5 separate regions of the Mus musculus genome follow, and all the other regions are linked to region 1. The links are chromatin contacts, called in public HiChIP or PLAC-seq, Micro-C and promoter capture Hi-C maps. All regions are on one chromosome and are shown on one strand. The core of a region is the stretch at or near the end of the contact, and the rest is flanking DNA. Distances in the headings are between cores, read along the strand shown.

Region 1 (4,753 bases), core at 1,399-3,898:
TATCCTCGCAGTTGAAGACACAGGACAATGACCATGTATTTAGTTGAGTCTGTGGTCTGAGGTCAGATCCTAAGAACAAATAACCTACCATTCTGCAGGTGAGTTTCTTTCCAGAGAGGTGGTGTGTGGTGATCTGTGAGACAGCACAATGCAAACAGAGATGACAAAGATTGGTTCCAGCCACTTGCAAGATACAAAAGCACTGCCTGGGCTGGAGAGATGGCTCAGCGGTTAAGAGCGCTGACTGCTCTTCCAGAGGTCCTGAGTTCAATTTCCACATGGTGGCTCACAACTATCTGGTATATCTGAAGACAGTTCACTCATATAAATAAGAATAAATAAATCTTTTAAAAAAAAGAAAGAGAGAGAGAAAGAAAGGAAGAAAAAAAAGAAAAGAAAAACACTGCCTTAGATTGTGTCTTAGCATTAATTTCTCACAGTGACATCAGCTGTCACAGAGCCCCAGATCCTCTAGAGCGCTCAGAAGCCAGCAAACTTAGAACTACAATCTTCCCACTTACATCTTTGTGTTTATGCAAACATAGAGGATAGATTTCACTCTATCCAGCCCACCTATGACTTGTTAGCATTGAAGGACCTTCAGCCTGTCTGCAAGAAAGCATCATGCTTCCTGAGGTCAACTTCATAGAAGCTCTTCTTTCCTAACGTCTTCTATAGCCCCTTCCATCCAACATCAGCATCTCCACCTTGTTTGCTCTAATACATTTTGTAATCTGGCCAGAACTCACCTTTTCTCAAGTCCAGAACATTCTGCGATTCTTATGCTCAAAACCAAGAAGTCATGGGTGGTTGTTGTAGCCCTCATATGCAAGCCCAGCTCCTGGGAGATTGAGGCTGTGGGGTCACAAGTAGGGCAAGATCCTGTCTCAAAAATAAACAAACAACAAAACCACCCTAGAACGCCTTTAAGGGCTCTCAAATGTCCCTTAATTGTCATAATCGACCACTTGGTCTGACATTCAGAAAGTGCTCTGCTGCTTAGTAATAGGTTCCCAGCCCAAGCTCAGGTTCCAGCTCATGGCTCCCATCCTTGCCTGTCTCTTAGGATAGGATGTTCTCCACCCAACTCTTGCCTATTTTCAAACTCCACCTGACACCACACTTTGAAATCATACCACCTTCTCAGGCCATTGTGGTTTACAGCGATTTCCTCCCACCTCTCCTCACATAGACCATCTACTTCTTGAGGCCCTGCATCCTGGTGTTCATCCTGAGAACTGATGTGTGAGGAGTTCATCTTTGATGCACAGAATACGCAGTGCGTTTTAGAGTCCAACATGGCGTCTCTGAGACATGGAAGAAGCCTGGCTGACAGGCTGGTCACAGGATGAGTATTGCTGACCTGTGGCCATAGCATTAGAAGCATCTACTTTTGTGGGGAGGAAAATCCCTTTCATCCCATTCCAACAGGGTGAGAATCCAATGTCTCTAGGGGTGGGGGTGGGGAATCCTCTCGCTCTCATCTGATGAGACTTCCCTCTTCCTGTGCACCTAACTCATAGGCTGGCACAACTTCAGCTTCACTGACCACTTGTGAGAAACGCAAGTTCATGAGCCTCAACTCAGACCAACGGAACTGGAGGCGGGGCGGGGTCCAAGAGTCTGAATTTCAAGTTTCAAGAGTTCATTGTGTCTCCCAGAAAGCAGCTGGCTGCTCTCTGTAGATTTGCTTAATTAAAGGTGACTAGTGTCGCTAGACCACCTTTCTTCGGCTAAATCATCTCTTATGACCCTCTCTTTTGATGATTTTTTTTCAGTCATGTGATCACCCACATGCCCCACGTTTGTGAAAAAGCAGTGGCCCATGTTTGGGGGGGGGGGGCTCCCACATTCCTCCAGGCTCCAAGCAACCGCATGAAAACCGTGCTTTTAAAACAGCTACTTGTGGTTTCTGTCTCAAAAGCTGAGCCGGAAAGGGGTTTGTGGTTGTGCGACCCCGGCTGGGCCTGAGCGACAGTTTTGCACATTGGGGGCGGGCTGGCAGAGGGGTGGGCGGATGACTGGCAGTTGTGTTCTGAGTGTTGTTTGGAGGCTGTTAATCTTGCTCCTGCAGCCCGCGCACGAGCTCACCCTTACCGTTTCTTGTCAAGAAAGGGGAATCCTGTGTCTCGTAAGCCAAAAGTCATAAACAACTTTCGTTTATACCCCTAAATGCGAGAAGCAGGCGCTCGCGGGGCTCGGGGGTGGGGTGGGGAGGTGAGTGTGTGAGGGTTGTCCCCGTGCAATCTCTCTAGAGGAAAAGGAACTGCAATGTTTGTCTCTCAGTCACTGAGCAACACCCAGGCGAACTGGGTGCCTGTGGTCTGCTGTGGTTTTTCTTGCTCTTCCCTGCGCTGGTTCACTTCCACCCTCCGGATGCTCCAAGTCGCCCTCCATCTGTGCGCTGGGCTCCAGCTGCAGGGGTCCAGGGTGCCTCTCAGCCCCTTCCTCTCGCGGGAGGCGGGTCCTCGCAACCGGGCGCTGCGCTGTGCGGCCAGTAGGGGTCGCTGCACGGCGGCGCGCTCCCACCGCGGTGAATAACGGGGCCGGGCGGGAGGAGAAAGGAAACCTGCTGGGGGAGGCGGTACGGCCCGCGGGCGGGCGGGCGGGCGGGCGGGCGAACGAGCGAGCGAGCGAGGGAGGAGATAGTTCACTTTTGCCCCGGTGTCAGCGAGACGCGGCCGCCGCAGGCGCGAGTGAAGGAGCACCGAGGGAGCGGAGCGGTCAGCTCCGAGAAGCCGGGCGAGGGCAGCCCAGAGGTGGGATCGGAGCGCGCCCGCCGGGCGCGGAGCCCGCGAGCCTGGCCAGCGAGGGAAACCACGGGGGGCGCTCCCCGGGAGGGCCCCCAGAGCAGCGCAGGATGCCGCACGAAGAGCTGCCGTCGTTGCAACGGCCCCGCTACGGCTGTGAGTGTTCGGGCTCCCGTTGATCTCGGGGCGCCCCTCTCCCTGGGACGGCGTTGGGGAGGCCGAGGGGCTTGAGGGCGCGCTGCGGAGGGCAGCGGCTGGCAAAGTTGAGAATTGGAATTGCAAAGGAGCAGGGCGCGGATTTCCAAGCCCCTTTCTTCCAAATTCCTAATTGCAGCTTCCAGCTAAGTCCCTCCACCTCGCAAGCCTCAGCAGCTCTGGTGCAGATCAGGTTGTGGTTTAGGGGTATCAGGTGAGGAGCCCGCCTTGCTTTGGGCGCTGCCGGCTCGAGCCAGAGGGTGGCGTAGGGGATCCGATGCTTCCCACCCAAAAGGGGCGGAAAGTTTGTTTGCTGTCGCTACAGGTGGGCAGCGCAGCTCCTGTGCCCGCGCGCTCTGCGAGAGGTGAAGGCACTTTCCTGGAAGGGCAGGCTTCTCCTACTAGTCTCTTTTGGGCCTCACCTGAGCAGCTAGAGCCACTTAGGCCCCACAGGTGTGAGGCCCTTCCAGCCAAGGCCTCCAGGGACACGTACCGCCCCCAGCCACTTTCCCGGTGGCTCTCCCCGCCCCCGATCTCCTGCGCGGGAGGATTTCTGTAAGGACAGACTCTGAGCCGGTCTGATTGAAAGTGACGGTGTCGGTTACCCAGCCCCGGGCTGCCGGCGGCGGAAAGAGGTGGCTTTGACTAACAAGAGGGAGCCAGATTATCGCCAACCACGTGGCCCCTTGTGCAGAGTTCAGAGTCCTAAATATGCGCTAGGAAGTATTTCCTTTAAAACAAACAGAACGCTGGCTTCTTCTCCCGGGTTGGCCCTGTCGACAAACGCATGGCCACGAACCATGGGTTAATCTTTTGCTTGGACTGGTCTTGTTAGACGCAGTACCAGGTTTAGGTTAAGGTGGTGACAACTGCAACAGAGTTAGTGTGTTCATGTGGTTTGTGGTGTTTGGTAGGAGCACGGATGAAATTTTTGGAAGAGGGTCGCCAACTTCCCTAAGTCAGTCAGTCAGTCTCTCTCTCTCTCTCTCTCTCTCTCTCTCTCTCTCTCTCTCTCTCTCTCTCACACACACACACACACACACACACACACACACACACACACACACACACACACACACACACACACACATCCCAGTCTTGGAAGGGACTGTCAGAGGTGAGAGGTTTGTTTTTTCCTTGTGACAGCAAGGAGCCAGCTGCAGTTTCTGTAAAGTGAGAAAATGCATTCAGCCACCCAGCATTTTGCTTGCAGCCTGCCCAGTTTGCAGTGGATAAACCACTCAGAGAGCTCCTGGGGCTGGAGGAGGAGCCCTGTGCTCATCTGGTGCTTGCAGTGTCAACCTCAGGTCTTTGGGAGTCCTTTCCTGTGACAAGCTCTTGGGACAGAGGGTGACTTCACCGTGTTGCGCTGTTAAGATGACTAAAAGATCTGTAACTAGGCGAGCACACATTACAAGATGGTTTGACATCACACGGTCTGCGTTATCCCCGTTTTATGCACAATGTGAAGGGGATGAATGTGGATCAGGAATGCAGCATTTCCATTAGCCCCTGCATGGGCATCTGATATGATGCCTGATTTTTATTGAACCAGCCTGTCTCTGCAGCGTGCCTTAGAAGACTAATCAAGGAGGCATTGATTTGGCAAGCCTGACGCCTGCTCTGCTGAATGAGCCACATTCCTGAGAAATCTTCCTCTAAGTTTCTGCGCTGATCTGGAGTGGCAGGGCGGGGTGCTGTTGTTGGAGTCACTTAGCTTCCTTGGGCTTAGCCAATCCCGTTCTCCATTGATTCAACACGGTTAAAATGGGGAATATGTGCTTATGTGTTATCCATACTGGAATATA
Region 2 (4,753 bases), core at 1,238-3,737, 500 kb before region 1:
TATTTACAATGGTGAGGGTTGAATGCACTGCAGCTATGCAAGTCAGGGGCTAGACTCTTACTGCAGAGCTACCTCTCTGAACACTGCGCTTTTCAAAAAATCACATTTTAAAAAAGAAATACTACTCTGGCAGCTTTAGGACAGATTTGGATTCTAAAACTATAGAGTCCAATCGAGAGCCAGCTGTAGGAATCCAAGCAGTAAGGGTTCTTTTAAGTATCAACCTGGGAGACAAAATGAGGTCCTTAAACCAGAATGCAGCCTTGGCAAGGGCTCTGAGGTGTGGCTCTGAGGCAGCTGTGCGACGGTGATGACAATGTGGGCTCATGACCAATGACCACTTAAACATCCAAGTGGGGACTACTGATGTGCTCAGATTTGTGTCCAGAGTAACTAGATGAAACATGCTACTACTCACCGAAGCAAGGACGGTAGCACAATGGAACTGGAAGGTCAGCAAGTTCAGTACCAGCTGTGCCGGCATGAGGTTGCCTCTGGAGCATCGGGTTTGTGGGCACGCAGGAGTCAGTATCCCTGGGCTCCTATGGATTTACTCATCTGTGGGCCAAAAGTATTTCTTAAAATCACATTGGTCTTGACATGCACAGACTTTTCTTATCGCCATCCCCTAGACAATTCTGTGCAATAACAACTTACCTAGCATTTATACTATATTAGGGTTCTATGTAAAGTGGACATAATTTAAAGTGTGAAGGGTGGTATATGTCATAGGCTACACTATGCCATTTTATATAGTTCTCTTGAACATCTGTAGATGTAGGCATCTGCAGGATCTGGGAATCAATCTGCTGAATTCTGTGGTTACAGAAGGATAGCGGTTATGTGACTACGTTGGCTACTCAGCACCCAGCTCCGAGCACTGGAATTCACAATGGCTAGGATGTGCCTTTGCCTGTATTACAAGCATAGGCTGGAGATTTAGACTGAGGAGGCATTGACCTCTTGGGGTAATACGAAAGAAATGGGGATGGATGGGATTCCCCATTGTGGTAAAAGAACTGCTATCCTGCAGACCAAACACAACTGCACACACTTTTAGAATATAAACATATGTATTTTCTAGAAGGATTTTTAGATTCAAACATGATTTCAAAGGAGTTCATAATCCTAACAGAGGACTGCTCTGAGAAGAGGAACCTAAAACTGCTAGCTTTTAAGGAACAGTGAAGTGTCAGGAGAAAGATGGGAGGCAGCCAGAACACCGGAATTGTGTGGAGAGCAGTATGAGGGTCACTGGCCAGAAGGGGGCAAGGAAGGCCCCCAGCATGCAGATCAGGAGGCTGCCTTGACACCCGTGACAGTTTCAGCTGCCCCTGGAGCAGGCCTCAATTATAGTTTGCTAAGAAAACAATTGAGATAAAGACACTGAAGAAGAAGGGAGAGATGCAGGGAAAACCACAGAATAGAAAGCCAGGGTGCAGCCAGAATTGTGCAAAGGGAATTTCTCTTTTATTCAGCATTGGTATGGTTCCAGAGGATAAGTAAACTAAGTCTGAGCTGTGACTGTCTTTCATTAAGCCATGCAGGGAAGATAAAATAGGCATGGATCTGCATCGAAGAATGAACACTTCACTAGTCTCAAATCAACCACTGTGGTAATTTGATCCGTTTTAATTTTAATTACATTTTCCCTTATGACTTGTTTGCAGACCTGGTAGGCAACCAGAGTTGGGAATTGTGGATTATTTTAGTAACAAATGAGCTGGTATGATCAGACGCCAAAATTGTTTCTTAAAAACATATTGCGGTCAGAAAGCGATCGGACTTTTGGAAAATACGTTATCTGCCATTTATCCCTGCTCTTTGCAAACAGGCAGGAGAAATAACGTGAGACGAAAACAGTAGCATTTCTTCAGTTTCTGGGTTCAGAAGAATGGTGCTTTAGAGGGTGACACGCACCATTCCACTACATTCTCGGCACTCTTTAACCTAAGCTGAAACCACAAGATACTTTGAATGCTTCTCTTTGCTACTGGTACAACTTAACTGAAAAGCGGACTCGGGGAATTCAAACGCAATCTCTAAGAGGCGGAGAACGAACCAACGTGTAGCTGGCCGCAAGGTGACTTCTCCCGTCTTAACTGCACGCAAAGAGAGGGCGAGCACCAGGCCCTTCCAAGTTTTCTTTCACCATCCTCCAATCCGGCCCCATTTAAATCTAATTCTTTCTTAATAAAAAACAACGTTCTGTTTGGCTATGTCCCCACGTCCTAAAGAACAGGACCTACTTAGTTCGCATCACTTGTGTCTTCTCTTTCTGGCACCTCCAGGGACGATGCTCCCAATCCTGCCAGGGAGGAACCGGCCTGGGCGCCGCCACCGGGATCCACCGTCTCGGCGAAACCTCGGCTCCTGACTCGCTGCGACAGACGGCGTCGCCGCCGCAACCAAAGCAAGCACAGCGGCTCCCCTAGCAGCCACTTGACAGTTTCAAACTGAGGGCCCTGATGAAAGACAGCCCTAACTATTGGTCCACAGCTTCAGCAATCTTAAACTTGATTGGTCCGTGGTAAGTGGGCGGAGCCCAAGGTATCTCCGCGGGACAAGCCGGAAGTAGGAGATTTACAGGCAAAAGCCGGCCCAGAGTTCCCAGAACAGAGCGCATGCTCGGTGCTGCTCTGTGCCTGAGGACTACTACGGGGCGGCACTGCAGACAAATTTAATTATCTTCGCAAATCTGTGAAAGCTGAGTGCTGTTTATTTTCAACAATGAGGATGACATAGGCATAAAGCCTCGAGATTTCGTTTCATGCACAGATAACAGGCCGCAAGGCCACTGGCCCGGCAGCTGCTCTCTTAAAAACACAAATGTCCGATGCCCTCTATTGATTTCTTTAGTTTTGGGTTAGGGAGTTTAACGAATAATGTAATTATGAGGATGAGGGTATAACAAACTGCCAGCCTAAGTTTTTTGTTTTTTGTTTGCTTGTTTGTTTGTTTTTGACTTGCAACTCCAGGGCATTTCCCTTGGTTTATTCTGTGTGGGGTATTCAAAAATTTAAACATAGATCCTAACTTTGGTGACATCTCAGCTAAAATAAAATACAGAAGGCTAAACAGGGAGAATCCAGTGTAATTCACTTCTAAATCCATAGCAACGTAATTTAATACTGTAAAATTGTTTACTATCACAGACCCAACAGATAATTCCCAAAGTAGCCCTTGGCAGCTACTTTAAACCAACATGACTGAGTCTAACCAGCCTAAGTTTTACTGATGACCTAACTGCTGTAAGCTGCAAACAGAAACTTTTGGTGGAATATCGCGACCTTAAAAGACAGAACACAATTACAACTTAAAACTTGGCTTTAGTAAGTACTCATTAACACCTTCGGTAATGCTACCCACATAATACGGTCTAGGGAGATAAAATGAGTTAATATATTAAAACAGACATTTCGGACCCCAGACTAGAAAAGAATAATCTGTTCGATCCCCCCCACCCCTTTTGTAACCTACATGATGTCACTTTCTTTTTTCTGTATACGGAAGTGGCACAGCTGCAGCCTCACCTACTTCTGTTTGTCAAGAGTTAGACTTTTATTATCTTTTAAAAGTTATGCTCTCTCTCTCTCTCTCTCTCTCTCTCTCTCTCTCTCTCTCTGTGTGTGTGTGTGTGTGTGTGTGTGTGTGTGTGTGTGTGGTGAGGGGAAATAGTCTCTATTTTCACCACGTGTGACCTGACTTGGGGGTTGAACGCAGGTCATAAGGCTTGGTGGTAAGTGCTTTTACCCATTGAGCCATTTCACTGGCTCTTATATTTGAATGATAACGAAGAAGATCACAAAAAATTTTTGTTGGCATTAGCTGTGTTGATTTCCTCCCCTAAGCTTATTTTAAAAGACAAATTACTACCACTAGAAATAATTTTATACTTCGTTCTAATAATTGTTGTTCAGTTGAATACTACATGGTGACCCTGTTGTGTTTTATAAAAGGAGCAGGGGTGGTGGTGGCAGAGGTGGTGGCAGGGGTGGTGGAAGGGAGCATTTCAACGGGCCCTGCCAAGGTGTCCCCCAGAACAACCAACCCATGTGACAGGCCAAGTATAAAAGGGAGTTTATTTGGGACCTGGGGGAGGGGGTAGAGGCAGAGAAAGGGGAACAGAGAGAGGAGAGAGGAAGAGGGGAAGAGGAGAAGAGGAGAGAGGCCAGCTGGGAACATGTGAGAGGGTGGGAGGGAGGGAAGGAAGGAAGGAAGGAAGGAAGGAAGGAAGGAAGGAAGGAGGGAGGGAGGGAGGGAGGAAGGAAGGAAGGAGGAAGGGAGGGAGGGAGGGAGGGGGAGGGGGAGAGAGAGAGAGAGAAAGAGAGAGAGAGAGCATTTGAAGCTAGGCTGGTACCTGGTTATTGCTAGGTAACTGTTGGGCAGAGCCTAGAGGAAATGCTAGCAGACCCCTGCCACTGTAATCCAGTTTTTTCTTCCTCATCTTTGTATGTGTGCTACTGTGTGTGGAGGCCAGAGGTCAATGTCAGGTGTCCTCTTCGGTTATACCACATCTTATTTTTTGAGACATGGTCTCTCACTGAAACGGGAGCTCATTGATTTGGCTCCTGTAGCTGGATAATGAACAACAGCTTGTGATGCAGGGATTTCAAAAGTAAAAACTGCACACGAATCGCATGGCTGGATGAGCATCGCGGGAGGCTGAACTGAATAGTTAGAGAAAGATTTGAGATTTTACGTCAAAGATAAATGATATATTTTTAGGTTTTCAGAAGAGATAAAAACAACT
Region 3 (4,753 bases), core at 1,341-3,840, 450 kb after region 1:
GACCAATAATTATACAAAAAGATGATCAATATCACCGAAAAAAGCAAGGAAAGGCTCAGTGAGCCTTGACTTCGCACCTGTTGTGTGTCGAGATGGCTTTTATGAAGAAAGGGGAAGGAAGTCCCATTGCATACTAAATCTAGATGAGCCTCAACTGAAATAAGCCAGTCATAGATGGCAAATACTGCAGGATTCTGGCGGGTTCTTTGTTTATTATTTTTGCTTTTGAGCCAAGAGCTCTCTACATAGCCCTGGCTTTTCTGGAACTCATCCGCTATGTTAGACCTGGCTGGCTTCGAATTCACAGAGATCCCATGTCTTCCTCCCAAGTGCTTGGATTAAAGGTATGTGCTACCAATGCCTGACTAGGTTATTGCTATGTATCCCAAACTGGTTGGGAACTCTTGTGATTCCCAACCCTCTTGAGTACTGAGAGTTCTACTTATCCGAAGTTTCTAAAAAAAAAAGAGCCACCTTTGAGCAGCAGAAGGGAGAGCAATGGATGCCAGAGGTTGAGTCGGGGGTGGAATTGTTCATCTACACAGGTGAAATTCCAGATGTGCAGGGTGGATAAGCTCTAGAATCAGCAGGCTAGCACCATCCCTACAATCTGTACTGTGTCCTTGCTGAAATGCCTGTCAGGAACTAGAACTCATGCCATTTTCTCACTACAAGAAAATAAATAGCAACCAAATCAAACAACAAGTCTCTGTGAAAGCAAGCAGTTTTATTGATTTGGGCTATCGTAAGCCTTATTCCATGGTTCGTTTTCTCTCTCTCCCCTCCCCCTCCCCCTCCCCTCCCCTCCCCTCCCCTCTCTTATCCTCTCTCTGCCTCCTCAGTGCTGCCATTACAGTCACATGCCACTAAGACTAGCTTCATCTTGTTTCTTTAAAACCTTTTTTTAAAACCTATTTATTTGTTTCTGGGCTTGCTTGTTTGCACGCAAGCATGCAGAGAACATCGCTGTCCCTGTGCTGGCAGAGGTGGGGGTAGGGTGGGGGTAGGGTGGGGGTAGGTATGTATGTGAAGGGGTGGGCCAGAAAACAAGATGGTCTTGATAATGTTCACAAGTAACTTGGAGCTGAGGTGACACAGGTGCCAAACCCCCAAAGTGGAAAAGACGGTATTGGGCTGGACGTAAGTGTCGGGGTGAGCCCTGGGCTGGCCAAAGCCTGGTCTGCGCGGATGAGAGAGGAGGGTAGATCATGGTATGCCAGGTGAACGTGCCTGAAAATCTCTCTAGGGAGATAGTCCTGGAGATGGCTGGATGCCTGTAAGGCAGGCAGGCAGGCAGGCAGGCAGGCGATGTTAAGCTATTAAATTCTTTCCTTTCATTCCCCTCAGTGTTCCCTATCCCTGTCTGAAATTCAGATGCCTAAACAGTGGAGGATGCAGAGAAGGGCGTGGTGCCAGGGCTCATGAACTTGGTGTGTTCTTTCTGCTCTGTGGTCTGGTCTAAGGACTGTTTATAGCATTAGATCAGGAAAAGGAAGACCCCCCTGGTGTAAACCCTGAGACCCACCCCTGCAGATCTCAGTGTTGTCTCAAATAGGAAAACAACCAATTCTGACATCCTGACAGAATCCTAACAGATTTCTGTTTCTTTCAAGTGTTTTCGCCACAAATGTAATCCTTTTTCTTTCCTTAAAACCTTACGCTGTGGTCTTGAGTTCGAGTTTTCTAGCAGTGTTTACTGCCTGTTTTGAAGGGGTGGGGAAAACTGGAGGGGCTGTCTCTATACTGTCCCCAGCTCTGGACAAAAGCAGAAGCCATGGTCTTCTGCCAAATCGGCAAAAGTGAGCTTACACACCACTCCTGTGTGGATTCCCTCTCGTTCCACGGGAGCTGTGTGTGAGTTGTGGAAGCGTCAGCACGTTTCCCTCGGGTGAGTCAGAGTAACGCAGGTGCTGGGAGGAACGGCGTAGAGCGACTTTCTCTCAGTGGTTCATTGAGGCCGAAGTCCTGGCTACAGAGCACTGCCCAGGTGTCCAGAGCACCGGAAACGTACAGATCAGGGACAGCCCCTCTGACATCCAGAAGTCTGCAGATTCTTGCTCTTCATTAAGGAAAGGCCGATAAGAAGCGGGATCGGGATAAAGCAAGGGACAGGAAGCCCGGATTTTATTTCTGCAATATTCTATAAAATCAGGCTCTGTCAAAGTTTTGAGGCTGAAACCACCTCATATTTCTTCTGGAGGGGAATGATAGCCGTACTGATACTACGCTCTGGCCATTCCCATCAGAGTCCCATCCACAGTTATATGGCTAGGCCCCATGAGGAGGTCATATGTGTCTGACATGTCTGTCATTTGCTTTTATAAAACCAAAAGTTCCCCAGATATGTATAATGAATATAATGTAACGTTTTACAGGCCAAGTGAAAGGCTCTCCCCGAATCTCTCTGCCTCTGCCTCATTCTTTCGGCTATGCGTTCAGGTCACTAGGTCCTCGTGACTGAAGTGTCACTCTTGATGAATAATGCGGGGCCATGCTGAAATATTTGTGGCTGAGAGCTGGACCCTCGTCATTGCCACGCATTTTGTCACCGAGGCAGGGTAACCCATGGTAACTAAGCTCAGATCAGTTAAGGGGCAGAGAGCCTCCCCTCTACTGCTCTATAAAAGAGACCCAGCAAAGGGACCCTCGCTGCTTTGAGCTCTCAGTGTGGGCGAAGGTGTGGGAAGAAACGCCTAAGATCTCCGCAGCAGAGCACTCCAGCTGCAGACACAAGGCCAGCATGTCACCGAACTTCAAACTCCAATGTCACTTCATTCTGATCCTCCTGACAGCTCTAAGGGGAGAGAGCCGCTACCTAGAGGTGAGCCATCCTTTCTCGAGCTTAACACCTTTCTATCCCTTGAGTATTTAGCCAGGGACAGCAGACCAACTTTTGATCCTTTCTCCCTGGTTCACCTAGACAGCTTTCTCCGTGCCCCTGAGCATCCTAACTGCCTGCCTTTCTCTGGGCTGGGTACCCTAATCTGGTGGAAATAGTCTTCGACTCACGCATAAACTCTGAACTCAGGAGACATGCCCCACTGCCCCCTGCCCCATTTGCTTCTCTGAGCTGCAAAAAGGGCTCCCTGCTCCTGCTTCGCTTTCTTTCCCTCCCCCTGAACTTTTCCAGACGATCCACTTTCCTCTCCAGGTGCAAGAAGCCGCGGTCTACGACCCTCTCCTGCTCTTCAGTGCCAATCTGAAGCGGGACCTGGCAGAGGAGCAGCCGTACCGACGGGCTCTGCGTGAGTTGGGGCTGTCCAGTGTGTGGGTGCCCGGGAGGCGGGAGGCTAAGAACCTAGGACACAGGCTTGCAGGATATCTGGTCGGGGCGGGGGGGGGGGGGCTGGCTGGGACCCCTGGGTTGCAGCATCCACGCGGCTCCTTCCAAGCCAGAGCGAGGGAACCCAGTGCAGCCTAAGCTGGGAGCTCCAGGTTGGGGCGCGCTGCGGAGCCGGGGAATGGGGCGCGCTGAGAGCAGCTTCCCAAGACAGCTGGGAACCCCGGGCTCCATGCTCTCTCCCAGGGTGCCTGGACATGCTGAGCCTCCCTGGCCAGTTCACCTTCACCGCAGACCGGCCGCAGCTGCACTGCGCCGCCTTCTTCATCGGCGAACCCGAGGAATTCATCACCATCCACTATGACCTGGTCTCCATCGACTGCCAAGGCGGGGATTTCCTGAAGGTGAGGGGGTCCCCACTACTCGCGGCCCCAGCCCACGTTCCCCTAAGCGCGTCCATGTGGGGGACAACTAAACCTCTAAGTGCTCGAGTCTCAGAAACTCCCTGGGAGAGCCCCGGAGGCTGGATTCCTAGGAAGGGTCTAGCGCCAAACGCTGCAGGTCTAGCGCCCCTGGACGTCGATGGTTTAATTTCCCTTCTGTGCTCTCCCCAACTCCTGGGAACTTCCTAGCACTTGAACTTGCAGTGTGAGACGCTATGATGCAATCTGCGGCGTACAAAACATGGCAAAAATAATTAGCAGGAGCTCTCCAGGAGGGTTCGCTTGCGATCTGAGATCTGAACTCATTTTGTAATTCCAGGAGCCCGGGCTGATGGTGGTTTTGAAGTAGTGGGGCACTGGTTGGGAGAGGGATGCTGCCAGGAGGTAGAGCTTGAGAGAAGCAAGAAGAGGAAGAGAACTCCCAGCTCCACACATCCCATTTCAGCCCCCAGAGGCCACAGGATAGAGTTCTACCGCTCCAAGAAACATTCACATTTTAGATCTCCAAAACCACTGGTGAACCTGTCAAGCTTGTTAGAAATAATTTGCAACCCGGCAGTTGGTAATTGTGCTATGATGGACTCATTAAAATGGAGACCTGCGGTGATTTCTGAGAACCGGGTCAACTGACTTTGACCCTTTGTCCCAGGAGGCAAAGAGGAAGTCTTACATGGCTAACCAGGCAGCACTGCCAGATTTCAGCATTTAGAAATATTTTAAAAAGTAGCTTGAGGTGATGATATATACTAATATATATATTAATTAATATATAATAATATATTAATGTGAAGAGTGAGGCACTGGCAATGACACCTGCTGCTCTGGATCCCCCCACGCCCCTCCCCCCATCACTTTGACACAATCACCCTTTGTATCCCAAACTCACGGTGCTCCCCCTTAGCCTCTGTGGTACTGGGGTTACAATCACCCTCCATCATATCCAGGTTGGCTGTTGTTATTTATTCTTTGAGATCTGTTGTTGCCTGCATTTCACTGATTAGAGGAAAGCAGAAGCCAAATTGAAGTGAAA
Region 4 (4,753 bases), core at 1,235-3,734, 370 kb after region 1:
CCAGGGCGTGGGCCTTCTTGAACAAAGAGGTTAGTTTCCATGTTCTATCCCAGGATCAGTGAATCAACCCTCCAGAGAGGAACTTGGACCCTACCATAGAAAAAACACCCCAGAGGACCTCACTGCTGCACAGTGGTCCCTTGAGTCATCACTGGCTACTTTAGAATTGTCCAGGATCATGTATGTAGGTACACACACACTACATAAATACATAAACACATGTAAAAAGAACACATTAAAATACTAACTTATGGCCCCACTCTCTCCTAGTTCTTCCCTTCCTGGTAACAGCATTTCTTTGTATAGATCTGGCTGTCCTGGAACTCTCTCCAAAGACCTGGCTGGTCTCAAACTCAGAATTCCAACAGCCTCTGCCTCCCAAGTTCTGGGACTAAAGGTGTGTGCCACCACCGCCTGGCCGCTTTCACCTATTGATTGACATAAGGAATGTTTAGGTTAGATTACACTCTGTGCTTTTAGAAGTCAATTTTCTGAAGGGAGGGTCCTGGAGCCACACCCTGAAAGCTGTGGTACAGGCGGTGGGGCAGGTACTCCTGAGAGAAAGGAAAGATTTTTGTTCTACTTCATATCAGAACCTCGTTTTATCCCTAGGTGTCTTTAAATAGACAAAATGCTAATCCCATTTCCATAAGTGAGAAATCAAAACATAGTGTGAATAGTTTATCCAAGGTTATAGAGGCACAGAAGGAGAGAAGCCAGACCACACCCAAGGCTACACAAAGGAAAAAGCTAAGTTCCATTCACATTCCCAAAGAACTTCTTTGAGACACAGCCACGGGAGACCCCTCCAGAGATGTTCCATTAAAGAGAATTGTCTCAACCCTTGGGCTGCTTTTTCTGACCACTCTTGAGTGTGTGTCCGTGTCCATTACCTGTCCATTTCTGTTATCTAGAAAGGAAGCATTCTATTTTCATGGCCTATTCAGGACCATTTGCTTCTCTTCCTTTGATTTCTGGCTGTGTGTGATCCCGTTGGGGCAGAATGAACAGGCAGAAGACTAACCATCCATCAGGCATGTTGAGGTGTGACCCAGATCTTGCATCAGATGGAAGCTGCATTCTACACACTTATGGGACATGGCGGTGACCACTTGGCTCAAGGCTGCGCAGATATTAATAACTATCAACAGTGACTGCCTGACCCTTCCCTCTGGAGTGGAACCCCTCTGCAACATGCCAGGTGGATGTCCTCAAACCTGAGAGAAATGGCTAACTCCGGTCTCTCTTCTAACTCTGTCATCATTTCAGAGCTGTCCAGGACTGCAGCCAGCCCTTCCTACATTGAAATCCCCTCTCCGTGGAGACACCTGCTTTGGGCTCATCCGAGTCTCTTCCGTTTATGAATCCTTCCAGTATCTTCTCTGTAATTCAAACCACAGTTTTCTTGAACAACAGTAAAGTCTGACTTATTGTCCTAGTTTTAATTTATTTTTAAGATAGGGTTCTACTATGTAGCCCAAATGGTCTCCAATTCTTTATGCTCCTGCCTCTGTCTCTGTGGGGGAGATTCACTCTGGTCCTTGGACATGCTAAGCATGTGCTCTACTACCAAGCTACACACCCCAACCCATGCTTATATATTTCTTTGGAACATGGGATCACGATGCAGAAGAGACCCGAGTGGAATCAGGTATAGAGCAACAAGTTGTGGACAAATTTCAGTCATAGACTTGAGCTTGGACATTTACAAACTGTGCCAAAGAACTGTGTAACCCCAGAGGCAGCAAACATTCTAAGTTCCATCTCCTATTCTGTAAAATGGGAAGACAGATGGAGCGGGCACATACAGTGCTGAGGGCATTAGACAAGCTAACAGTACTGAACCATTGGCGGTTAGTGCTTCCCACACATCCAGGTTTGTTTAATGACACTGGATAACAGATGAGTTAATCCCAGAACTGGTGGAACAATCCTGGCACCCCAGCACTTAGGAGGTCGAGGCTGGAGAATCGTCACAAGTTTGAAGTCAGGTGGGTAGTAGGGAAAGAAAGCTTTCGCAAAAAGGCAAACCAAGACAACAATCAACAAAACAATAACCAACAAGAACCCCTTTCATATCGGTCCCGCACTGCCCATTACACCACAAAGCCTTCCACACCAATTACTGAAGACAAAGGCAACTAGCATAGACTTTCTAACATTCACAGGATGACCTCACTGGTTCTCTGAAGTAATTAAAGGTTAAAGATAGTTTTGGACATCGCCCAGGCTCTAAAACCCTGGGTCCCAACCTTCCTGTCATTTGCATTCCAATGTAGCCACCTCACCGGTCCAGCCTCACCCGCAGGCGACTCCAGCAGCCAAGTGGACGCTGGCCAGCACACGGGAGCTACGGTCAGGCTGTGCTGGGCCAGGTGGCCCGGGGTGTGGCCTGCGTAGGACGTTCGAGGGGGCGTGGTCTCCTGGGGGCGTGGTCTTCCGCAGGTGCGTCTAGGGGCTCCGGTTTCACTGAAACAGGTCCCGCCCCAGGAAGGCTCAGTGAAGCTCGTGTTAAGGGAAGGGACCCTGTGCTCAGAGTAGGGCTCCGAGTTTCGAACCACTGGTGGCGGATTGCCCGCCCGCCCCACGTCCGGGGATGCGAAGTCTCAGCCTGGCGTGGCTGCTGGGAGGTATCACCCTTCTGGCGGCCTCGGTCTCCTGCAGCCGGACCGAGAACCTTGCACCGGGTGAGCTCGAGCGGCGAAGGAACGCTCTGGGCTGGTGGGGGAATCGGGGAAGGCGGGCACACCCCCTGGACACTCTCTGTAGCTTTGATGGGGGTCCCTAACCAGGACCAATCAGCCGGGACACCTAAGTGCCACCAAAGACGCGCTAGAAACAATCCTGGTCTGGGCACTTCCAATCTCTACTCGTCGACGTGGTTCGGGGAGATAAGGAAGGAGCGCCCGCAGGACTCAGCCTCCCCTCCCTGCGGTCGTTCCTTTACAAACACTGAGTCAGTAATTGGTTTTCGCGGACCCTGCGAACTACGTCCTATAGGGTCTTACTAGACCCCCGGATTATAGCAGTTTGATGGCTCACGTATGGGTGGAGTGAGTGGGAGCCCGTGCCCTGGGAAGTTCCCACCTCGAGTTTTACACTCGCACCCACCCACTCACTGAACCCTTTCTTTGCGGGTTGAACCACAGTGTTCAAGACCCACTCGGGGCTACGGTACCTGGCATCGCAGTGGATGCGCTGGGCACGGGACTCAGGCGGTTTGAATGTCACGTGGTGGTAGAAGGGGCCCTTTCGGACCCTTACCAGGTGAAATCTCCAGCCTAGAGATTTCGAGACCTTCCCGCCGCCGGGAGCGAACACTGGCAGCCACCCAGGTCTCTCTCTGAGGCTGCCATGCCCAAGGAACCGAACTGCAGGAAAGCGGTTCGGGGCGGTGCTCCTCTGGCCCGCTGCCGGCTTGGGCGTTGCAGCTCCTGGTGAGCTCGAACTGGCCCTTCTAGAAGCCACGGAGACCTCTGTAGGCTGTAGGGTGGGGTGGGGGGGTGTTTGCTACCAGTGATAGCGCTATTGCAAAACCCGGCCTGGCGTTTCCGTTCTAAACTTGCTGTAGTCTTAAAGGCTATTTCTCACTTTTACTTTGTCGTTAAGTTGTAGAAGAGCGTCCAACCCCTCTCCGTTTGCCTGTCATTTAAAGTTAGAAATTTAAAAACTCAGGAACAAAGTGTGTGCAAACTTAAAAAAAAAGTGGTTGGAGGTGATTACTTTCGTGATTTACCTAGTATAGGAAGCATACCCTGATTAGTCGGCTTCCTCTGTTTTCAGAGTGAGGAGATTGGGAGGTAGAGGTTCCTAGCGTACGTGGTGAACTTGATTTTAACAACAACAACAAAAAAATTGGGTTACTTGTTAACCCGAGCTACTTAATATCCCAACTTGGCTTTTCTCTCTGCATAATTATGCTCCATTGCCGGTAACTTTCCTAAAGAGTTAGTCTAGTAACAGAGACTTTAGATACCGGGAGGTATTGGGTCCGTCCCCCCCCCCCCATTGTAATTAAATTAATTTTGGTTAGGACACGGGGCACCTTGCTTGCCTTCTTTGCTCATGCCGCTTAGGTCTGGTCTTTCTGCGTGCTCCTTGGCCTGTTAAACAGCAGATTGAGCTTGGTTTTCTCCACCCCCAAAAAATTGTTTCTCGGAAAGGGTCCCAGCTGGGGGGAGGGGCACTGAATTGCGAATGTGACGTTTAAGTCAGTTTCCCACAGACACAATCACTACTACTGTCTCCCTCTCCTGCTCCCCTCCCCCTCTTCCATCTCCATATTTTGTTTCTTGATTTCTTGCCATGCTGGGCATCCAACCTAGGGCTTTGCACAGGCTGGGCAAGTGCTGGACCGTTGCTATTTTCCTAGTCACACAGTCAGTCCATTTCAGTTTTAAGACTGGATCTTCTTGGGTGTGTGTTTGTTTTTTTGTTGTAGTCTTCCTTTTCTTCCTTTGAATTAGTCTCATTGTGTATCCCTGGTTGCTCTGAAATTGTCTATGTTGACCACACTGGCCTTGAACTTGCAACACTTTTGTCTGTTCTCCTGAATGATGGGATTACAGGAATGCACTACCATACCTAGACAACATTTTAAAATGTAATTTTAGAAAAATTATGTGCACTGGTGTTTTTGCCTGCATTCATATCTGGGTGAGGGTGTTGGATCCCCTTGAACTAGAGTTACAGACAGTTGTGAGTCCACGAGGGTACAATGCTGAGGCATCTTTCCAGCTCCCGATAACATTTT
Region 5 (4,753 bases), core at 1,167-3,666, 300 kb after region 1:
ACTAATGCTTTGCACATGGATAGGTTATTCCAGCAGTGGGTACAGAGATCCAGAACCTATAAAAATTCTTCCAGAATTATGGAGTCTTGTGAAGCCTGGGACCTTCAGCATCAAGAACAGGCACAGTACGTTTCGGAGCTAGACTCCGAAGCCACAGCTGCTTCCATCTGTCCCGGCGGCTACTAGGAACATTAGTGTCATACTCTCTCCCCACAGTCAGCCAGAACCTAACCATGACTAAGGCTTCAGGCTTACGTCACAAAGCAACTTGCTTATCTTCTGGAACTCTTCATTCATCAAACAGCAAACATCGTTCACCCAAAACACCAGACTTTGAAAACTACAGAAATTATTTAGTCCTTTTACTGAAAATGAATTTATCCAAATAAGTCCTCATTTGAGAAAATTGGTAAACCCCTCTTCAAGGCCATTTCTTAATTTTATTTTACTCTTATTGTGTGTGTGTGTGTGTGTGTCTCTGTGTGTGTGTGTGTGTGTATGTGTGTCTGTGTGTGTATGTGTATGTGTGTGTATGTGTGTGTCTGTGTGTGTGTCTGTGTATGTGTGTCTGTGTATGTGTGTGTATGTATGTGTGTCTGTGTGTGTGTCTGTGTATGTGTGTGTATGTGTATGTATGTGTGTGTCTGTGTGTGTATGTGTGTATGTGTGTATGTCTGTGTGTGTATGTGTGTGTATGTGTGTATGAATGTGTATGTATGTGTGTGTCTGTGTGTGTATGTGTGTGTGTGTATATGTGTGTGAATGTGTGTATATCTGTGTGTATATGTGTATGTGTGTATGTATGTGTGTATGTGTATATATGTATGTGTATGTGTGTATGTATGTGTGTATGTGTGTATGTATGTGTATGTATGTGTGTGTATGTGTGTGTCTGTGTGTGTGTCTGTGTATGTATGTGTGTGTATGTGTGTATGTCTGTGTGTGTATGTTTGTGTGTGTATGTATGTGTGTGTCTGTGTGTGTATGTGTGTGTCTGTGTGTGTATATGTGTATGTGTATATGTGTATATATATATATGTGTGTGTGTGTGTGTATGTGTGTGTGTGTGTGTTTGCACCATAAGCATGAAGGTACTAATGGAGACCAGAAAAGGGCATCAGAATCCCTGGCACTGGCATCACAGGCAGTGATTAACCACACGAAGTGAGAACAAAGAACCAAACCCAGGTCTCCTAAAAGAGTAGCATGTGCTCTTGACAACTGAGTCATCTCTTCAGCTCTGCCACCATAGGCCCTTTTATTTTTATATTGTATCTTTGAGTCCTAAAACTCCTTTAGAGACAAAGGTACTGGGTATAGCAACCATACTACAGCCCAGAATAGGACAGGCACTTGTTGCTAAGGTTCCAGGAAAGTCAGACAAATGGCCCTGCTGTTGTATCGGGACCATGAGCTGAGTTAGGACAGCCACAGGATGATGAGGGAAGAGGGATCTGCATGTCTCCCATCCTCAAGCAGACTACCCCCCCACACACACACACACCCACCCACCCACACAGAGAGATGGCAAAGGCACCAAGCATAAGAGTAGGGCTAGGAATGTGGCTCAGTTGATAAAATGCTTTTCTGGCAAGCACTCAGGCATGAGTTCCATTCCTAGAACCCATCTTTTTAAAACAACACAAGGTGTAGTGGTGTATGCTAGTTTTCCCGGTGCTGAGGAAGCTGAGGTCAGTAAGCTCAGTGGGGAGAGCCTGGCCTACTTGGTAAGGTTCAGGCCAAGGAAATCCTATCTTAACAAGGTAGGAGCCATGAGGTGGTCAGAGGATCAAGGTATTTGCTGCCAAGTCTGATACTCTGAGTGTGGTCAGTCCTTGGGGTCCACATGATGAAGGGAAAGAATAGAGCTCTCTCTGACCTCCACATCTGTGCCATGGTATACATAGACACACACCTACATACATATCCCTACCCAAACACACACACATACATTCTCCTGCTGCACATACACCTCTACACAAACACAGAGACACACCGACATATATACACACCTATACACATATCTCTACACAAATACACACACCTTCATACACACCCCTACACAAACACACACACATGATATACCCTTATCCAAATACACATACCTACAAATATACCCCTACTCTACACATATACCACCTATACAAATATACACACACCTATACACACACACACACACACACACACAAATAAGAGGACACAACTTGGGTGGGCACACCATTAAAAATAACTTCCTTACCACAGTCATATTCAATTGGTCAATCTAGACACAGGTCACCCAAGGCCACCTAGAGTCAAGGAGACATAAAACTGGACAAGGTCTCTTCAGGGAAAGGATTTCAAAGCCACTAGACCAAGCCATAGGAAGGGATGAAGACTTGAACCCATTGTTGCAATGTTCTTACAGAATGACTGAAAACTCATCTTAGTAACACCAATGTTTAGCTTACCATCCACTGTTGCTAAAACACAGTCCAGTGTCTAAGATTTTTCAGTTATTTTAATATGTTTTTTAAAAAACAACAAAAGAATTGTAAAGTATCCAAAAGAATTGAGACCCAGACTCAAAGTAGACAGCACACGCCTCCGGAGGATCGGGGAAAGATAAGACCTCGAAACAGTGCCAATTTGTATAACAGGAAATGCAACGCTGCAAGCCTGTTGTGGTTTGCTCTGTTCTGTTTTGCGGTTTTGTCAAAGCTGGAAATCACTGAACCCAGGGCTTTGCACTCGCCAGGCAAGTGCTGTACCACAGAGCTCCATCACCAGCCCGAGTGTGGCAGTCTAGTGGAAGACTCAAATAGGTCACTTCCTCCAGCAGAGGTTCATCGGAAAATGACCAGTCATGGGAAAAAATGGTGTGATGGAGAAGTTTCCACCCTGCAGTGCCAGCATAGCCTGGGGGACCGCTGTTAGTGGTCTGGTTCCAATCACAACCTCTGACTTTTTAAAGTCATAATAATCATGCTCTCAGTGTGACCTTGGAAGAAGGCTGGCAAAGGCAAATGTCATGAGCTGTGTTCGTCTCTGTTTCCGATTTAACTCAATTTCAGTTGCTATTGTGCTTCTTTTGATACGTAAGCTTTGCTTCCTAAAATGGCCCTGTCTCAGATGCTATCTGTAGCCTCATCCTCCTATTTTTTTTTTTTTGAATAACCTTTTTGCAAGAATTCCCATACGGAATCATGTAGGCATATCTTATTTCTTGACACGGGCATATTCAGTCCCACTCGTTGGAAAGGAATCATTGGAAGGGTGGAGCATTTCTCTCTGATAGGAATGAGAGATAGGCAGGGCGGCGATGGTGGCGCATGCCTTTAATCCCAGCACTTGGGAGGTAGAAGAAGGCAGATTTCTGAGTTCGAGGCCAGCCTGGTCTACAGAGTGAGTTCCAGGACAGCCAGAGCTACACAGAGAAACCCTGTCTCAAAACAAACAAACAAACCAACCAACAAAAAGGAATGAGAGGTAGAACTTGGTAGGGCTCAGAGAGTAGGCCATAGGTCCACGAACTACATTTGTATTTAAGAGTCAAATTACAGGGATGATGGGATGGTCCAGTGTGTAGATGCTCTTGCCACCAAGCCTGATGACGTAAGTTCTCTCCTCCGGTGAAAGGAGAAGCTGACCCCCTACGGTTGTGTTCTCACCTCCACACATGTGCCATGGCATGTGTGATACATACGTTACATAAATAAGTACATATTCTTTTAAAGAGCCTGGATGTATAGGCTTAAAGTGAGCTTGGTTTGTGCACTAGCTCTTGATGGGGAGAGCTTTGCCCTGTCATTGCCCTATTCAATGGGCAGGTATGAATGGGTGCACAGTGCCTTTCAGGCCCTACTTTTCCTCCCAACCTTTCTCACCCGCTCCTCAGTCACCAAGTATATCTGCTTCTGAGAGCCCAAAGCAAGTGTTCTTCCAGGTACACGGGAGGGGCCCCCAGGAAGGTGTCTGAGTTAGAGACTGTAGGCAGGATGTTGGGTGATGGAGGACTAACCTTGCACATGGGAGGAAGATCGGCATTCCAGAGCTTCAGATCACAAAGTGCTCCTGGAAAGCAGAGTAGGAGATAAAGCCATAAAGCTGGCAGTGTAGGTGGGGCCAAGTGGATGGGTTGGCAAGCCACACTTGGCCAACTGGACTTTACCTGGTGGAAGCCCTCTGAGCCTATCAACAGTTTACTGATTGGATGTGATTTGAGCTTTGGAGAGGGGGTAGCATGAAGATGGACAAAAGGGGTAAGCAAGAGTCAGGGCTTTGGGGGGGGGCTCTGACATTTGACACTCCGCCCCCAAAACCACCTACATCACTTTGAGCCAAGTTCAAATCTCACACCCTATTAGACCTCATGAATTTCAAAGTAAATTCCCATTGACTAAGAGAACTCAAAGCAGCTCTGGATACTAGAGCTTGCCTCCAAGTCTGCCCTTTCAAACTCTGATCTCCGTGCTCCCGCTTCCTCCTCAGCTCTCCACTCCTACCCTCACAGAACCCACAAGGCCTGGGCCTGCGCAGTGATGCTCACATCAGGTCAGTCTGCTTAGGCCAGATCTCCCTTGGGCTGTCAGAAGGCTTTAAGCCTGGCAAGCCCGGGAGAAGAGTGAGAGCCCTTTGCTTCACTCTGGACGTAGGAGTTGTCAGCCAGGGTCAGTCAGCTCAAACCTGGCCTTTGTTCCATTCTGCTGCTTCCCTCAGGCTCCAAGTCAGATGCTCTTCTGGGATGGTCCTCAGGCAGACTCTCATATCCTAC

Evidence for each region. Promoter capture Hi-C pulls out the DNA fragments that hold promoters and counts their contacts. Hi-C and Micro-C count contacts between places; a contact is called where the count stands out from the background. HiChIP or PLAC-seq counts read pairs in DNA pulled down with a chosen protein or histone mark.
Region 2: a Micro-C map of palatal mesenchyme shows a contact between it and region 1, with 1.8 times the contacts expected there. The contact joins the promoter of Poc5 here to the promoter of Iqgap2 in region 1. A contact is called at or near these places in 6 of 39 promoter capture datasets (the HPC-7 cell line, HPC-7-derived erythroid cells, hippocampal neurons and 2 more), 3 of 484 Hi-C or Micro-C datasets (muscle stem cells, palatal mesenchyme and regulatory T cells), 4 of 115 datasets of contacts at active chromatin or transcription factors (acute myeloid leukemia, effector CD8 T cells, embryonic stem cells and 1 more) and 1 of 9 other capture datasets (liver).
Region 3: an H3K27ac HiChIP or PLAC-seq map of embryonic stem cells shows a contact between it and region 1, with 2.3 times the contacts expected there. The contact joins the promoter of Crhbp here to the promoter of Iqgap2 in region 1. A contact is called at or near these places in 5 of 39 promoter capture datasets (3T3-L1-derived adipocytes, embryonic stem cells, hematopoietic stem and progenitor cells and 2 more) and 5 of 115 datasets of contacts at active chromatin or transcription factors (embryonic stem cells, memory CD8 T cells and stem cell-derived neural progenitor cells).
Region 4: a contact with region 1 is called in a promoter capture Hi-C map of embryonic stem cells, with 2.8 times the contacts expected there. The contact joins the promoter of F2rl1 here to the promoter of Iqgap2 in region 1. A contact is called at or near these places in 4 of 39 promoter capture datasets (cranial neural crest, embryonic stem cells and liver), 3 of 484 Hi-C or Micro-C datasets (CD4 T cells, embryonic stem cells and regulatory T cells), 16 of 115 datasets of contacts at active chromatin or transcription factors (bone marrow-derived macrophages, craniofacial prominence, effector CD8 T cells and 9 more) and 2 of 9 other capture datasets (liver and pancreatic islet).
Region 5: a contact with region 1 is called in an H3K27ac HiChIP or PLAC-seq map of DN3 thymocytes, with 4 times the contacts expected there. The contact joins the enhancer-like site here to the promoter of Iqgap2 in region 1. A contact is called at or near these places in 4 of 39 promoter capture datasets (embryonic stem cells, liver, neutrophils and 1 more), 13 of 115 datasets of contacts at active chromatin or transcription factors (CD8 T cells, DN3 thymocytes, embryonic hindbrain and 7 more) and 2 of 9 other capture datasets (embryonic stem cells and liver).

What each region holds. Positions count from the first base shown.
Region 1 is chr13:95,889,817-95,894,569 of GRCm38.p6, reverse strand. Iqgap2 (IQ motif containing GTPase activating protein 2) reads left to right here and starts at 2,648. Exons shown (of 36, transcript NM_027711.1): 1 at 2,648-2,906. The coding sequence starts at 2,861.
Region 2 is chr13:96,386,028-96,390,780 of GRCm38.p6, reverse strand. Poc5 (POC5 centriolar protein) reads right to left here and starts at 2,487. Exons shown (of 13, transcript NM_026173.3): 1 at 2,250-2,487; 2 at 419-558.
Region 3 is chr13:95,442,668-95,447,420 of GRCm38.p6, reverse strand. It overlaps Crhbp (corticotropin releasing hormone binding protein), which reads left to right and starts at 2,590. Exons shown (of 7, transcript NM_198408.3): 1 at 2,590-2,821; 2 at 3,152-3,245; 3 at 3,527-3,684. The coding sequence starts at 2,741.
Region 4 is chr13:95,522,971-95,527,723 of GRCm38.p6, reverse strand. F2rl1 (coagulation factor II (thrombin) receptor-like 1) reads left to right here and starts at 2,484. Exons shown (of 2, transcript NM_007974.4): 1 at 2,484-2,687. The coding sequence starts at 2,597.
Region 5 is chr13:95,591,059-95,595,811 of GRCm38.p6, reverse strand. No RefSeq gene overlaps it. Among named protein-coding and RNA genes, the nearest start is that of F2r, 25 kb to the left of the region's middle. Within about 2 kb of position 2,416, at least 50 of the 459 cell types and tissues checked have an H3K27ac peak or open chromatin away from gene starts, as enhancers often do. A contact at or near this core is called in CD8 T cells and DN3 thymocytes, where this site is marked.